2 separate regions of the Ovis aries genome follow, and region 2 is linked to region 1. Evidence: chromatin contacts called from public Hi-C data. All regions are on one chromosome and are shown on one strand. Each heading gives the region's core, a stretch centred on a gene start, on an enhancer-like site or on the middle of the called end of the contact. The rest is flanking DNA. Distances are from core to core; before and after follow the strand shown. Region 1 holds the start of HS3ST3A1 (heparan sulfate-glucosamine 3-sulfotransferase 3A1). Region 2 holds the start of LOC101115554 (heparan sulfate glucosamine 3-O-sulfotransferase 3B1).

Region 1 (4,115 bases), core at 564-3,063:
TGGGGAAAGGATCCACTCACTAGGTTACTTATCTAGTAATTGGTGAGCAGGTTTCTAACTTGGCAGGGACATTTTCTCTCTCTCTCCTTCCCACAGAGTAGGAGAAAATCAAGAGATGGGCTATTTGGGGAGAAAGGAATCCGAAAACCTGAAGAAAAATGTCTCTAAGGCCAAAATATCCACCGCCCCCCACCCCGGCCTCATCCACTTTACTGTGGAAATAATGTCTATATGGCAAATGGAAAATACAGGGGTTTAGTACTAAATATTTCTCCATATTTAGACAGAGGTAGGGTGGGGGAAAGACCTCTCGTCTTAAGGACAGCTACTGGTGACCCTCTGCCCACTGATGAAATCTGGGAGGGAGATGCACTCGGTGAGGGTCGCCACGGGCTCCTGGGGCCCCCACCGCGAGCCCCGGCCGCCCCCTCCCTGCCCCAAGTCCGCTCACCGGTACCAGGCGAGGCCCTTGTCGTAGCTGCGGTCGAAGAAGTGGGGCTCTGCGCCCACGGCGCGCACGTCGGGGTGCACGCGCAGGAACTCCAGCAGCGCCCGCGTGCCGCCCTTCTTCACGCCGATGATGATAGCCTGCGGCAGCTGCTTGCTCCCCTCGTCCAGCAGCAGGGCCAAGGTCCCCGGCGGAGTCTCGGCCACGCTGCTCCCGGCCCCGGAGCCGCCGAGACTCCCCGCCAGCCCGGGGGGCTCCTCTTCCCCGGCCGCCTCCTCGCGGTCGTCTCGCTGGGAGGGCGGCCGGCGCCTCGGCCGCGGCCGCACTTGCAGGAGGCGCTTCCTTCGCGCGGCCGTGGGCCACGCGGCCAGCTCCCCCGGGCCTCCGGCCAGGACGCCGCGGCCCGGGGTCCCTGCCTCCTCGCCGCTGCCCGACCGCCCCACGACGGGGCCCGATAGGGTCTGGCAGCGCTCGGCCAGGCAGTAGAAGACGTAGAGGGACGTGAGCAGAGAGCAGAGGGTCAGCAAGAACTTGCGGAAGACGCTGCGGGACAGCGGCTCGGCCGAGGTGGGGTGGGCGCCGGCCGGGCCCGGAGGGGCCATCCTAGCCGGAGGCAACGTCGGGCAGCGCGCGGGCCATGCTAGGCCGGGACTCCGCCAGGTGCCGGGACATCCTCCGGGGGCTCCTGCGCGCTGGACCGAGGCCACATCGCCCTGCGCCCCTGCGGCCGTGCGAGCTGCCCCGGCGGCAGCAGCCGGGGCTCCGCCGGGAGATGGAGGCCCCGGAGCCGCGCGCGGGATCCCAGCCTCCGGTCGGTCGAGGGGGGCGGGAAGGGGGACGTGATGCCGTGCTTAAGAAACCATCGTCTTAGACTCGCCCAAGTCCTCAGCCCGGGGCCGCGCTCGGCGCCCCAGGTCCCCGAGAGTTGCCGGAACGGGGATCTCGGCGGCGGGTGGCGAAGGAGTGCGTCTCAGCCCCGGGCCGGAGCAGCCTCTCAGCGCGCGTCCCAGCTCAGCGATCGTGCATCCCTCGCTCGGTCCTGGAGAGCGGACGCGCGGCTCCCGGGCCACTGGGCTTCGCGCGCTCCAGACCGCGGTGGGGACAGCGCCTCCAAGCCGCCGCTTGCTCGGTGTCCGGCCCGCCTGGGTGCGCGCTCCCGGCCCTGGGGCGAGGTCCCCCGAGTCCCTCTGCCGGAGCGGGAGCCAGAGGGGCCGCGCCCAGTCGTCCGCTCCTCTCCGTGCGGGCCCGGCCGCTCCGGCGGCTCTCGGCCCCACCTGGGAGCGGCGCGGCTGAACCGGGCTGCGCGGGACCCGTCTGCAGCCGCGGCCACTGCGCTCCCCGCCTCCCCGCCGCCTCCCGGGCAGTCGCCGCCGCCACACGTGGAGCTCCGAGGGCAGCAAACTTGCCGGTGACGTCAGCGGCCGGGGCCGGACCAGCCCCCGGAGGAGCGCAGGGGGGGCGGGCGGGTGCGCCGGGGAGAAGGTGGCGCGGACCCCGCGGCGGCCGCCCAATGACCGCGGAGAGGGCGGGGGCGACCGAGGCGACGCCCCTTCCCTACTCCGCCCACCCCGCCCCCTCCACCCCAGCCGGCTGCCTCGCCCCCTCGGAGCCAGGCCGGGTCTGCGGCGGCTCCTGGGACCTCTGACCGGCAGGCGCGGGGGCCGGATCCCCGGGACCTGACTTCCACCCCGCGAGGCCCGCGCTCCATCAGGGGCTCCCAAACCACTCCGACGCCACTCAGCCCAGCGCAGCCCCGACCCCTCCGATGCCTGTCCTCGGGGTCCCTCCCACCAGGGTCGCTCCGTCCTGATCCCGGAGCCGCCAGCTCCCCACCTCCGCCAACCTTCGGAAGTTTCGTTGGCGGCGGTTCCCGGGACCGTGCCGCGCGCCGCGCCCCCGGCTGTCCGGGGCGAACTGGATTCCTTCGCTGCGGCTTCGCCTCCTACCTACCCTGCCGTCCACTGCGGACTCCTGGGCGAAGCCTTCTGCCCGCAGCAGCTTTTGGTGCTTTGTAGTTTTTTTCATTTCATTGTTTCCCGAATGTTACTTTAGGATGATCAAAGTTTCCCTGGACCTGGAAAGGACCAACCTCTTAGGAAATGAGCCAATAACTGAATCAAATGGAGAAATTCAGAATTTTTTTTTTAAAGAAATCAACTCCGATTCCAAATCCATAGGCCCAGTTTTTGATGAAGGAATTCTTTTAGTGTTGTTTGTACGTGTGTGTGTGTGTGTGTGTGTGTGTGTGTGCTTTCGTGCGCGAGCGTGCGCGCGCCCCAGTGAGGAGTTAAATGTCTTCTCCCGCAGCGGTTTCCTGGTTCGCTGGCCCCCCCTGACCCTACATCCTCTCCCCGCGCTCCTCAGAGAGCGGGTCAGAAAGGCCTACAAATCGCCTTGCTGTTTAATGGAGGGAGGTGGCCCGTGGAACCTGCATGAGGTGGTTTTTAATTCCAATCCGATTTGTTCCTGATTTCTTGGTTTCCTGGTCTCAGCAGGATGCCCCACAATGTGGGCGGTAGCCTGGCCACCCCACCCTCACCCTTGCAGGCCATGCGGGCGGCTTTCGGGGCGCCCGGTGGGTGCTGCCCAGGGCTGGCCGCGGCCGCCGAGCTGGGGTGCGGGGGGGGGGGGGGCTCCTGCTACCCAGTGTGGGGACTTGGCCCGCTTGCCTTCCCGCGTTCCATCTGATGTGGAAGTGAAGTCTTTATAACCTTTCCAGGGCGATCTGGCGGTTTCTGACTCTGGGTGCCTGGGTGGAATTGCTGTATGTGTGCCAGCTGGATAAATACTCAGGGCTGGACGTGGTTTTCTGTTTATGAAGTGCCAATCCCAGCCTTTTCTGTCCACTGGTGAAGAGTTTGTTAGGTTCTGCTGCCATAAAGCAATGAGCTTTTACAAGGATGAGCAGTAAGTCCTGCCAAGCTTTAATGCCTCATTGTGTCCTAATACTGGATGTCAACAATCTAGTTGAGCTTTAATATATTTTAGTTTATCTCTAGGTGTTTCAGTCTGACTTGCAGAAGTAAGACCAGGAAAAAAAAAAAAAAGAAGAAGATAATTTTAAACTTATTCTGAAAACATGTGCAATCCCATAAATGTTTACAAACATGGTTGGGTTTTCCCATCTGGAAATGGTGGTGGCCAAGCTCCCTTCTAGCTTCAGCTCCAACATGGCTTTCACATTCCAAGTACAGGTATTTCCTTTACGTGGGTATTAAACACACACCCTGTGTAGGAGACTGGGGTTCTCAGAACCACTCACACCATATCTAGCTCTAGGGCAGCCCTGTACCTTAGAAATAAAACATAAGCCGTGAATACAAGTCCCATAGGTCATTTTAAATGTCTAGTAGCCACCTTAAACACGGTAAAAAGAAACAGGTGAAGTTAATTTTAGTAATATATCCTGCTGCTGCTGCTGCTAAGTCGCTTCAGTCGTGTCTGACTCTGTGCGACCCCATAGACGGCAGCCCACCAGGCTCCCCGTCCCTGGGATCCTCCAGGCAAGAGTACTGGAGTGGGTTGCTATTTCCTTCTCCAATGCATGAAAGTGAAAAGTGAAAGTGAAGTCGCTCAGTTGTGTCTGACTCTCCGAGACCCCATGGACTGCAGCCCACCAGTTTCCTCCGTCCATGGGATTTTCCAGGCTAGAGTACTGGAGTGGGGT
Region 2 (4,115 bases), core at 915-3,414, 410 kb after region 1:
TCGGCTCCGCTGCGCTCTCCTGACAATTTCCGATGCCCAAGTCTTTGCTTCCACCCACTCTTTCCCTTCGCCCCCGGAAAAAAAGTCCTAAATATATCAGGCGAACTGACTTTTTTTTTCTTCTTTTACACTGGACTTTGCATACCCTCAGGACAGGGACCATTTTTAATTAGAATTATTGATTTAGAAAACCAAAAACAAACCATAACATTCACACCCAACCACGTCCAAAGTTAGCCATGTGGTAGCTACAATTCGTGTGAACACGCACAAATCATAAACCGCTATCACCCACCCCCAAATCCACAGACGTCCACAAACTCAAAGCCGCCTAGAGATAGCAGACAGTGACTTCATTTCCCGAAATAATATGAATTTGAGGAAACGCTTCGGAGACACATTTTCCCTCTCGCTTAAAAAAAGAAAAAGAAAAAGTTGGCCTAAGCTAATGCTCAGAAATACATTCTCATGTTTCAGAACTTTAAAATAAATTAGTAATAAATTAATGTAATTAAAAACTGAGGGGAGATAAGTCACTTCCGAAGGAGAGGGGAAAAGAAAAGAACCCTGGGAATAAAATTTCCCTGTGAATATAAAAGGGGGAGGAATCCTCTTTCTAAATTACTTCCCTCGCAGCCACTCTATAAGAAAATGTCTTGGGCTCCAGAGTTACCAGGAGATCGCTCGGAGCACAGCTGGGCGTGGGGGCCGGGTGGGGGCCGCAGGGTCACCAGAACCCTCCGGGGTCGCCGCTCCCGCTCTCCGGCAGACTTTCCAACTTTAGAAGCTCATGACCGAGGGGCGTCCTCGGTGTGTTCCGGGCGGAGGGGAACAGGTCCCGCGGGAACTTCCTCGGGAGGGGACAGCGCGGCAAGGGGACCGGGGCTCGGCGGTTCCGCCGCCCGCCCGCGCGCACTGGGAAGGCAGCGGGGGCCGCGCTCAGCCTGGGGCCGCGCTCAGCCTGGGGCCGCGTGGAGGTTGGGATCGGAAGGAAGGTTCTGTCCCGGAACCACGCGGGGCCAAGCGTGGGAGGCCCTCTGACCCCTCTGGGGTCGAGTCTTCTCATCCAGAACTTCCTGAGTGCCGCCGGGGTGAGCCGAAGCTTCCAACCGGAACGCGGCGCATCAATGAAGCAGCGAGGCCGCCGCCAAGCTGGGACGGGTCACTCTATGGAGGAAACTCTAGGAAAGAGACTTGGAGTGGACTTTAAGTGCAACTCCAGGATCGATTTGCTCCTAGTTGACTTTCGACATAGAGAAAACACCTAATACTTCGTGTAACAGGTCAGCAAATCAAACCGACTCCTGATGCAGGCGAATGTTGGCTTTGATATTTATTCATGGGAAGGGAAGAGAACGTTTTCCAACGTCCCCAACAGCTCATATCCGGACACAACTTTCACACACACTTTTCGGCGCCGGGAAAAATTCCCACAGCCTTTAACTCCCTGTTAATTTCTCCCGACCTTTCTCCAGCACTTTGGGAAGCGAGGGAAGAATTTTTCCTAAGGATAGTTCCTCAGGAACTATCTAACGATCCACCGATCGCGTTAACCTGCTGCCCGAGAGAGATCAACTCCCAGCAAAGAGTAAGAAGGAGACTTAAAGAAAAAAGTTCGCCAGCGATTTCCACTTAAACTTCCTAAACCCGTGCCAGTTCCGGAAGGGCCCCCCTCCGAGTCCCGGAGTGGGATGGGAGGGCATCTCCGACCAGACTTGCGCTTCCACCCCTTCCCTACTTCTAACGCGCGCACACACCACGATCCCGCCGGCGAACCATCTGGATGGGGACACGTGTCCGCACACAGGGGCAAATGCAGCCGAGCCCGGCTCCTGGGGAACGAGTGCGGAAGTGTGTGCGGGCGCCGGGGTGCAGCGATCGGAGGGTCGGCGCTTTCCCTGCGCGCGCGGTCTCTCCAGCATCCTTCCTCCCAGCTGCGCCTGTCACCAGCCCTTGGTTCCGCCCCTCCAGGCCCGCCCCTTGTCTCTCAGCCAGTAGCAGCCCCCGATTGCTCTCCACCGCCCCCGAACCCTTTCCACACCCCCATGTTCCGGGAGCTGGTTGGCTGCCGAACCCTCAGCCAAGCGGCGGGATTTGCATGGCGCCCCGGGTTTCTGGTAGGTGGAGTGACCCATCACTCCCGGTGGCCGGGCCCGCCCACTCTGTCTCGGTCTCCGGCGCTCTTCCTGCGCAGTCCTCCTTCGCAGCCTCCGCCGGTGAAGCGCCGGGGCTGCGCTCAGAGCTCGGTTCACGGGACCGCGAGGAGGCAGCCCCGGCGAGCGGCCGTGCGGCGCGCACAGTCCGGAGGAGTCGAAACGCCGGAGTGCAGAACTCTGCCGGCCCCGAGCGCGGCGTCGCAGCCCCAGGCCGGCAGTTGCCACCACCCGACCTTCGTTCCAGTTGTGGCTCCTCCCGGCAACATGTCAAAAGCCGCCGGCCGTGCAGCTGCCGCCGCCACCTGGGGCAGAGCAACAGCAGCGACCGCGGGCGCGCGGGGCCAATAAGCCGAACCTCCCGGCGTCCAGGGAACTCTCGCAGCGCTCCCTGCTCCGGCGGGCCCTGCGCCATGTGCTGAGCCATGCTCCTCGCCGCGCGCGCGGGCAGCGCATGGGGCAGCGCCTGAGCGGCGGCCGGTCCTGCCTCGATGTCCCCGGCCGGCTCCTGCCGCAGCCGCCGCCGCCCCCGCCGCCGGTGAGGAGGAGGCTCGCGCTGCTGTTCGCCATGCTCTGCGTCTGGCTCTACTTGCTCGTCTACTCGTGCGCCGGCTCCTGCGCCGCCGCGCCGGGGCTGCTGCTGCTGGGCTCCGGGTCCCGCGCCGCCCACGCCCCGCCGGCCCCGGGTCCGGACGGGCCGCCCCGAGGCTGCCGTTCCCGGCGGCGCCAGCCACCCAGTCGGCTGCGGGCGGAGAGGTGGCCGAAGGCGCCACGAGCCAGGAGGAGCAGAGCCCCGAGACGCCGGACTCCCCCAGCCCCATCTCTAGCTTCTTCAGCGGGTCCGGGAGCAAGCAGCTGCCGCAGGCCATCATCATCGGCGTGAAGAAGGGCGGCACGCGGGCGCTGCTGGAGTTCCTGCGCGTGCACCCCGACGTGCGCGCCGTGGGCGCAGAGCCCCACTTCTTCGACCGCAGCTACGACAAGGGCCTTGCCTGGTACCGGTGAGTGTCCCGGGCAGGGCCAGGGCTCCAGCCGCGATCCTGACGAGAGGACGCGGGCGTGGCATGTACGCTGGGGAGCTGGCAGGGGTACAACTTCGGACCACAGGGGCGGGAAGGGGAGCCGAGCGACGACCTCGCGGTGCTGGCCCGCAGCGCCGTACGGGGTGCGCTGGGCTCCGCTCTCGCCCCAGTCTGGAGACACTTCTCCAGAATATCTGGCGGCTCAGCGGCCCACGGTGCCTAGGGATTAATCCGGCGATCTTTCCTCAAGGAAGGAGGCCAGCAACTGGGAAGGTGCTCAGAAAAGCGCGCAACCCTCTAACTGCGGCTGCCTCCCAAACGAGTCTCGTGTTTTATTTTTCCTGTCGGGTCCGGGACGGTTTCCGCCCCAGACCAACTTCTAGAGCAGCTTCTGCTGTCCGGATGGGGATGGAGTGGGAGCGACGCCGTGCTGCGAAGGCCGCGGGGAGTCCGTTCACTTTCCGAAAGGGTCAGACCGCTCGCGGCCCGGCAGCCTGGGCTCCGGCGGGCGAGCGGGCAGGCGCGCGGCGCGTGGAGCGGTGCTGGTCCCTGTCGGGCAAAGGCGCGCACTGCAGCCGGCGGGAGGCGCGCCGCTTTGAAGGCTTCCAGGCGCCCGGGGCACGGCCCACCGGTTTCCGCCTCCCCGGCCGGGACGCTGAGAGACCCGGGGCAGGGTCGCCTGTCTCCGCGGGCCCTTGACGCGCCGGGGTGCAAAGAATATTGTGGGTGCATGAATTTGAGAAATGCGGGTTGCGTGGGCTTCCGTAAACTCGGTTCTCGGGTCGGGTTATGGGTGCGGTTCCAAAGGGACATTGCCCCTCCCCCCGGGGGGGTCATAATCACGACCTCTTACCAAGGCCTCCCGCAGTCTTTGGGGGTGAGCGGTTGGGTTGGTTGAGCTTCTCGTGAGGCGCTGGTGAGCAAGGGATCCAGACTCCGG

What was found. A called contact is a pair of places that touch in the nucleus more often than the background predicts.
Region 2: a contact with region 1 is called in a Hi-C map of hypothalamus, with 5 times the contacts expected there. The contact joins the promoter of LOC101115554 here to the promoter of HS3ST3A1 in region 1. A contact is called at or near these places in 10 of 16 Hi-C or Micro-C datasets (blood, hypothalamus, liver and 5 more).

Annotation. Positions count from the first base shown.
Region 1 is chr11:31,580,403-31,584,517 of ARS-UI_Ramb_v3.0, forward strand. HS3ST3A1 (heparan sulfate-glucosamine 3-sulfotransferase 3A1) reads right to left here and starts at 1,814. Exons shown (of 2, transcript XM_042255686.2): 1 at 452-1,814. The coding sequence starts at 1,050.
Region 2 is chr11:31,991,030-31,995,144 of ARS-UI_Ramb_v3.0, forward strand. It overlaps LOC101115554 (heparan sulfate glucosamine 3-O-sulfotransferase 3B1), which reads left to right and starts at 2,165. Exons shown (of 3, transcript XM_004012715.5): 1 at 2,165-2,848; 2 at 2,851-3,154. The coding sequence starts at 2,608.